Regions from separate parts of the Sus scrofa genome. Here region 1 is linked to region 2. Evidence: chromatin contacts called from public HiChIP or PLAC-seq data. All regions are on one chromosome and are shown on one strand. Each heading gives the region's core, a stretch centred on a gene start, on an enhancer-like site or on the middle of the called end of the contact. The rest is flanking DNA. Distances are from core to core; before and after follow the strand shown.

The links. HiChIP or PLAC-seq counts read pairs in DNA pulled down with a chosen protein or histone mark.
Region 1: a contact with region 2 is called in an H3K27ac HiChIP or PLAC-seq map of skeletal muscle, with 8 times the contacts expected there. The contact joins two enhancer-like sites. A contact is called at or near these places in 3 of 47 Hi-C or Micro-C datasets (embryonic fibroblasts, psoas muscle and subcutaneous adipose tissue) and 1 of 2 datasets of contacts at active chromatin or transcription factors (skeletal muscle).

The regions. Positions count from the first base shown.
Region 1 is chr15:119,889,516-119,892,969 of Sscrofa11.1, reverse strand. No RefSeq gene overlaps it. Among named protein-coding and RNA genes, the nearest start is that of TNS1, 250 kb to the left of the region's middle. Within about 2 kb of position 1,674, at least 1 of the 83 cell types and tissues checked has an H3K27ac peak or open chromatin away from gene starts, as enhancers often do. A contact at or near this core is called in skeletal muscle, where this site is marked.
Region 2 is chr15:119,340,891-119,344,518 of Sscrofa11.1, reverse strand. No RefSeq gene overlaps it. Among named protein-coding and RNA genes, the nearest start is that of TNP1, 300 kb to the right of the region's middle. Within about 2 kb of position 1,303, at least 1 of the 83 cell types and tissues checked has an H3K27ac peak or open chromatin away from gene starts, as enhancers often do. A contact at or near this core is called in skeletal muscle, where this site is marked.

The DNA.
Region 1 (3,454 bases), core at 425-2,924, 550 kb before region 2:
TGCTAAGTGAAATAATTCAGACAGAGAAAGACAAATACTGTATGCTCTCCCTTATATGTGCAATCTAAAAAATACAACAAACTAGGGATTGTAGCAAAAAAGAAGCAGACTCAGATATAGAGAACGAACTGTAGTAGCTTACCAGTGGGGAGAAGGAAAGGGGGAGAGGCAACATGAGGTGGAGGGGACTGAAGGATACAAACCATTAGATATAAAATAAGCTATGAGGATATATTGTACAAAATGGGAATATAGCTAATATTTTATAATAACTATAAATGGAGTATAACCTTTAAAAATTGTGGGTCACTATATTGAATGCCTGCAATGTACAACATCTATATTTGTACAACATCTATACTTAAAAAAATTGCAAGATGGTGATAACATAGTACCAGACCCTCCATAGAGCTTGTCTGAGAAATCCCAAGTGCTTGCACAGGTCATATGCCCAGGAGTGGGTTGTGGATGGACCACTGCTTGTGTCTGGGGTCCCGGATTTACAGGTGAGTTTCCTATGTGGTACGGGATGGGATGAGAGGAACCAGCACAAGTCCTTATCTTATAACTGCCTTGATTTTCTGTGGTGGAGGATCAACCCACCTGGGTTTGATACGCACTGCTGCAAAGAAAGTAGACTTTGGAGAGCAGGGGTAGATGGTAAGCCTAGCAGAGAACTAGGGCTCGAGATATTTGTTAAATGAATGAATACATGAATCAATTAGGGGATTTGAGAAGCCTGGAGTCCTTTTGGAAAGGTTCTAGGGAGGGGTGAGTTTCTGAGTTTCCTATTCAGTCCTTTTCACCCCATCTGCCCCCACCTATAAATGATTCCCAGCATGTATCCCAGTGCTGAGGAGTAGGGCAGTGCCATTCATGCTTGTTGGATGACGAAGGGACAAGAGGGTCCCCAGAGCGCAGGGGCTCGTGGTGAGTGAAGGCAGAGAGGGGATGAGATCTCAGAGCTCCCTCCTAGTCACGCTGGCTCCACAGTCACCAAGGTCCTGAGTGAAACCCTTTCTGCCTGCAAATCCAGCCAGGCTCTACTGGGAGTTCTTAGAGGTATGGGAGGGTGACATGGAAGTCTCGAGGCCTGAGGATGGAACAGGGTTTGCGGGGCGGGCCTGCATTTTGGCTCTGGCCCCCCACAAAGATCTGCAGTGAAATGCTTCATCACCTGTCCCCATGGCTTGTCCGGGAAAGTCAGGAGCTAAATCCCAGTGAATTTGGCCGTCTGGGGCACAGAAATGCCACCTGGGTCAAATGCCTGCTCCCTGCTCTCCAGCTGGAAGGCTCCATTCCCTTTTCTTAGAACTCCCGGAGCCTTTTATCTGTGCCACTGCCTCTAAGACACTTCTCACAGCCAACCTTGTGACTTGGGTGGCATTTGTTCTCTTGGTCAGTGGGGCTGGAGTGATTTATCTTCGTGCACCTTTCTACGCTGCCAACCCTGAATGCCTGTTTAGCACCGAGCTGCCTGGGTCTGGCTTGCAACAAATGTAGGTGGGACAAAGCTGGAAGGTCTGGGTCCTGTGCTTCTAGTGCAGGGTGAGTGGGCTGCTGGGCTTGTGGGTCTCACCTTGTAGCACCAGCACAGGTCCACAGGTGCCATGGCCTGAAGGCCAGGAGCGATCCCGAGCGGGTCAGCTGTTCTCTGTGCTGTGCTGGAAGAGGCTTGTTGAAAGGCACATCCTGTCCCCGGTGGCTCTCCAGATGGGAAGGGACCCAGTCTGGACAAAGAATGGAGGAGAGACCACAGGAACAGGGCCCGGATGAAACTGGATCTGCTGGGGGCCCTGCCATGCAGTCAGCTGAGTCTGATTTCATCATCTGTCAAATGAGAATAATAACTAGACAACAGAAGAAGGATGCAGAGGATCTGGTGGCCTCCTACGTCCACTTTTATCATCCATGTGCTTCCTTTTCCTCATGTCTCCTGGGTCCTCATTCTGCCCCCTCTTCCGTGGGGACCCGTCTAACAAAGCTCGAAAAGGCCAGACTCTACCCTTCCTGTATTTCTGGTTCCAGGCAAAGCTGGAATAATTACAAGTAATATTTAGCATGCACTTACTATGTACATGGCATTTTACTATTAACCCATTCAATCCCCATAGCAACCTAGTGGGGTAGGCATTTCCATTCTCCCCATTCTCTATTTTTTTTTTCTTTTTAGGGCTACACTCGCAGCATACAGAAGTTCCCAGGCCAGGGGCCTACCCCATAGCCACAGCAACACCAGATCTGAGCCGCATCCGTGATCCACATCACAGCTCATGGCAACGCCAGATCCTTCACCCACTGAGTGAAGCCAGGGATTGAACCCACCTCCTCATGGAGACTAGTAGGGCTCTTAAGCAGCTGAGCCACAATGGGAACTCCATTCTCCCCTTTCCCTAAATGAGGAATGGAGACTCAGAGAGGTAAAGTTACTTGCCTGAGGTTGCACAGCTAGGAAGCTGAAGGTGTGGGTCTGAAGCAGGTCTGCCTGACACCACGGTTGGTGATAATCACACTCCACCAGCTTCCTGAATTAATTTGCCATCCCAAATTCTGGAGCTGCAGATCCCTGTTGTCTCACTGTTTGATTTTAAAATATTTGGAATCCGGACAAAACTCTACTTAAAAGAGACACGTGCACCCGCATGTTCATTGCAGCACTATTCACAATGGCCAGGACATGGAAACAACCCAAATGTCCATTGACAGATGATTGGATTCGGAAGATGTGGTATATATACACAATGGAATACTACTCAGCCGTAAAAAAGAATGACATAATGCCATTTGCAGCAACATGGATGGAACTAGAGAATCTCATACTGAGTGAAATGAGCCAGAAAGACAAAGACAAATACCATATGATATCACTTATAACTGGAATCTAATATCCAGCACAAATGAACATCTCCTCAGAAAAGAAAATCATGGACTTGGAGAAGAGACTTGTGGCTGCCTGATGGGAGGGGGAGGGAGTGGGAGGGATCAGGAGCTTGGGCTTATCAGACACAACTTAGAATAGATTTACAAGGAGATCCTGCTGAGTAGCATTGAGAACTTTGTCTAGATACTCATGTTGCAACAGAAGAAAGGGTGGGGGAAAAATATAATTGTAATGTATACATGTAAGGATAACCTGACCCCCTTGCTGTACAGTGGGAAAAAAAAAAATAAAATATTTGGAGACAGGAGGCCTGGCACTTAATGTGGTGGCTTTGGCATTTTAACTGACCTCTTGGGTTCGGGGCCTGACTGTAGGGGGAGAGCCTATCAGGCTGGAATGCCAGGACGGGAACCAGGTGTCCAGGGCTCATGCTGCAAGATCAGCCTTCCTCCTCCCTCTTTTCCCCTTTACTCCCCTTGGTCTCCTGTCTCTGAGACCCCGGCCCCAAGCAGTGCTTCCTGTGGCTGTGTTTTCCCTGACCTTCAGTTCCCAGAGCTGTTGCTGTCTGAGATC
Region 2 (3,628 bases), core at 54-2,553:
ATTCCTTAGACATCTTAACTGGCACTAATTTATAAAGTATTACAAAATTTTAGTAAAAAACATACAAATTTATAAAATGAAGGATCTACTAACTCAGTAAGATACCAGCTCATACCCGAAATTAGATTCCTCCTTTTACATCCTTGGCTTCTGCTGTTTGGAAAAGTCTACAGATAAATGTGGTTTTATAGAGAGTTCTTAGCTAAGAAACAGCAAGCAAAGACCTCTGATCCCAGCCTGCCTGATATGAGCTTTGATTTCCAAGGAGAGAGGTTAGTCTGAAAAAATTCTAGCATCCTATCAGATTCTGAGCAGGCACAGCTTTAGTATTTATTGAGCTCCCCCTATGCCTCAAGCTATTAGGGACTTGTAGGCAGTGGAGGGAGGGCCATGGGTAGTGTATACACCAGAGTTTCTACCTCAAATATCTTCAGGTAGTGGAAGGAGAGAGATGTAGATGTGCAGATGCATAAACAGAAAGTTAACAGTAATTTCTTCCATTTCTTGTTCCCATCAGATGTCTGATGCATTTGCATATGATGACACCAGATTCAAAAATGAACCTGGTTCCTCCTCAAGGAATATACATAACAATATCTTTGAGCTCTCCTGCAGAACTAAAACCCCCAGTGAATGGAAGATGTTAACTACTTGATGAAACATTCTTCATTTCAGAAAGAAGGAAGACTACCAGAACCAGTCATGGGACCACTAAACATCAGTTTTGAAAAACAATACAAGCTCGACTCAACATAGATCCTTATCTGTGGCCCTATTTTCTACTTCCAAACTATAAAACCATTTCCTATTCTCCACCAAAGGGGGTATAGTCTTTAAGGCATCAGCCTGCTGTGGCATCCTTAGACTGTCAAAGCAATAAAATGATAATCCCCCCCCAAAAAAAAGTGATCTGTGAAATGGGAAAGATTAGAAGGTAGAGGGGGTCGATTTTCATGTGTGTTTGATGGAGACTTTGAATTCTCCTTAGATGTATGGTGTGCTGAGCTAGAGTAGACTTAGGTCTCCTGGTTCCCAAGACAGATAGATGCCATGGTATATTAGAAAACCCATGATGGACTATTGAAGACAGATGGGCCTATATCAGAGTCTTTCCTCTAGACTGAACAACTTTTGGGTGAGATGCAACCTAATATGCCCATTTCACAGATAAGTCAGTGGGGTTGTGGTAAGGATTTTGAAGAGACAGGATATTTGAAGTGTCTCACATGGTGTCTGGCACAATGCAGAGAAGGGAGCTGACAGGTGTCAGCTTCTTCGGCAACCTTAGGACATGGAGCTAAAGCCTGCTGGGGAATGGCAGCTCTGGCACACCCTGGCAGGCTCTGCCCTACTCTCCTTTCAGTCAGCTGTGTGCCTTGGACCTCCTGGCCTGGAGTCCAGAAGTATGTTACTGGTGCCTTCAGCAAGCCCAGGGCTGCCTGGAAAGCTCTCAACCTGAGGTGGCAATGACGCAGCTGATCTGGATGCTGGAGATGGCCAGGGGAGGGAAAATGCAGAATCTTTGAAAGGAAGGCTCTTTGGAAGGAAACAGAGTTGATCCTAGGGAACACACCTGCCTCTTTTGAGCCCTGAAACAGGCTTTATCTCATTCTTCTTCAGCCATTATCTCTTTTGGTACAAAGGAAAGGGAGAGGTGAAGGTACAGCGAATGTTTTATTCCTCCCCTCATCATTCATGAGAGGTGAGGCTTTGTCAGGACAAATTTAAATCAAGCTGTATCATCCTGGCTGTTTCAGCAACCTGCAAGTATTTATTGAGTACCTACTGAATGCACATATTTTGCTAAATCTCCCAAGAGTCTGCATGTATAAGACAAAAATCCACAACAACCCAGCATAATCAGGTACACTGGAATTGAATCTTAGCTCTAATATTTACTAACAATATGATCTGGGACAAACTATTTAACCTCTATGAGCTTTAGTTTCTTAATCTACAAAATAGGAATAATAATTCCTACCTTGCATGATTAATACGAGTACTACATACTCATATTACTATGTCTACAACATAATAGAAGCTAGATGAATTGTAATTGTAGTTGCAGTTATTACTGTTATTATGTGATACATTCAAAGACTAGCTACAGGCTAAACCATGTAGGTAACTCAAGGTAGACAAGTTATTAATAGCAGGAAAACACCGGTATGAAGTTAAGTGCGGTAACTGGTGTAGTAATTGGTGGGCGAGTTCTTGGATGATGTGTGATTAAGATTTGAGATCTGGAGTGTATTTGGATTGGCAGAAGGAGAAAAGGAACATTCTGGAAGGACAGAAGAAATAGTCTCAAAAGCAGGGATACAGGGAATATGTGCAAAAAGCAGAATGGAACTGAGGTGGGAAGATACTGGGGCTGACTCTGAAAGGGAAAAAGGGATAAGACTGAGAAAGCTCAAGAACATAGCATAAGATCTGGACCCAAAGCTGTAAGCAAAAGGGAGGACCTGCCCAATTCAAAAAGATGAGGGTGATCATGAATACAGTAATGGATCTGAGGGCAGCAGTAGGGTGGATTGAAGGAAGGATACATGGCAGAATGGAGACCAATGAAGAATCTGGTGGTCTGGCGTGATAAACTGCACAAAGGATGATATATTCACAGGAAGAGGGAGAAGAATGAGTCTTTTACATAACAGCTCTAGGAAAGCTTTCCTTCTCCATCATGGCCAGATGTTTATGGCCCCACCTTTCTTCTCTTGGGCTTCTGATATTTGAGTTACCCCAAGTTCTGGGCAAGAGTTGTGGTAGCCAGGTGGAGGGGGGGATTATATCAACTCAGAGTCAGTATCTGAGCCTATCAAAGATGAACCACATTCCTGCTAGGAAAAAATCTCTCATTACTCTTTCAAAAATATATATATGGAGTAACTCCAACATAGCAGGCATGAGGAGGGCATGAGGACTATTGCAGGGAATAAATAAAGTGTCTGCCCCTATCAAGTTATTTTCAAGTAGAGGAGAGACTAGAAACAAAGAAGTTAGATAGAATGTTTTATCTAGTGATGAGTTATTTGGAGAAAGGTAAAGCATGGTAAGAGGGTAAAGCGTGCTGGAATACATAGGTCTGAGTATTTTGTATGAGCTGATGAATGGCCTTTATGATAACAAGATTTTAAATTGATACCTGATGGATTGAGGATGCTGACCTTGAGGGTATCTAGGGAAAGATGTTCCTTGGAGATGGAGAAGGACCAGAAGCAGTGAGGTCAAGGTAACTGGATCGTAGGGATCCAAAGGTAAGGGTAGTGGGAGATGTGGTCAGAGGGATGAGAGTAGTTGAGAGGCATTTGTAAGGATTTTGGCTTTTACTCTGAGTGAGATTGAGAGTCATTGGAGAGATCTGAGCCAAACATGATCTGAATCATGTTTGAAAGATTGTTGAAGAGAGCATTGGCAGTAGGGGAGCATGTGAAGTAATATACCTCATGTTTCTGAAAATCAGTTATCAAGATAGCAAAAACTATTTACTGACTATTTACAATGTGCCAGGTTATGCTAAGCACTTTTTAAACAAGGTCTCAGTTAAAACATACGACAAATTTATGAAAGAGTTTATTATTCCAGGTTAGATTTGAGGAAACAAGTTTAGAGTGTGTAAAATATTTAC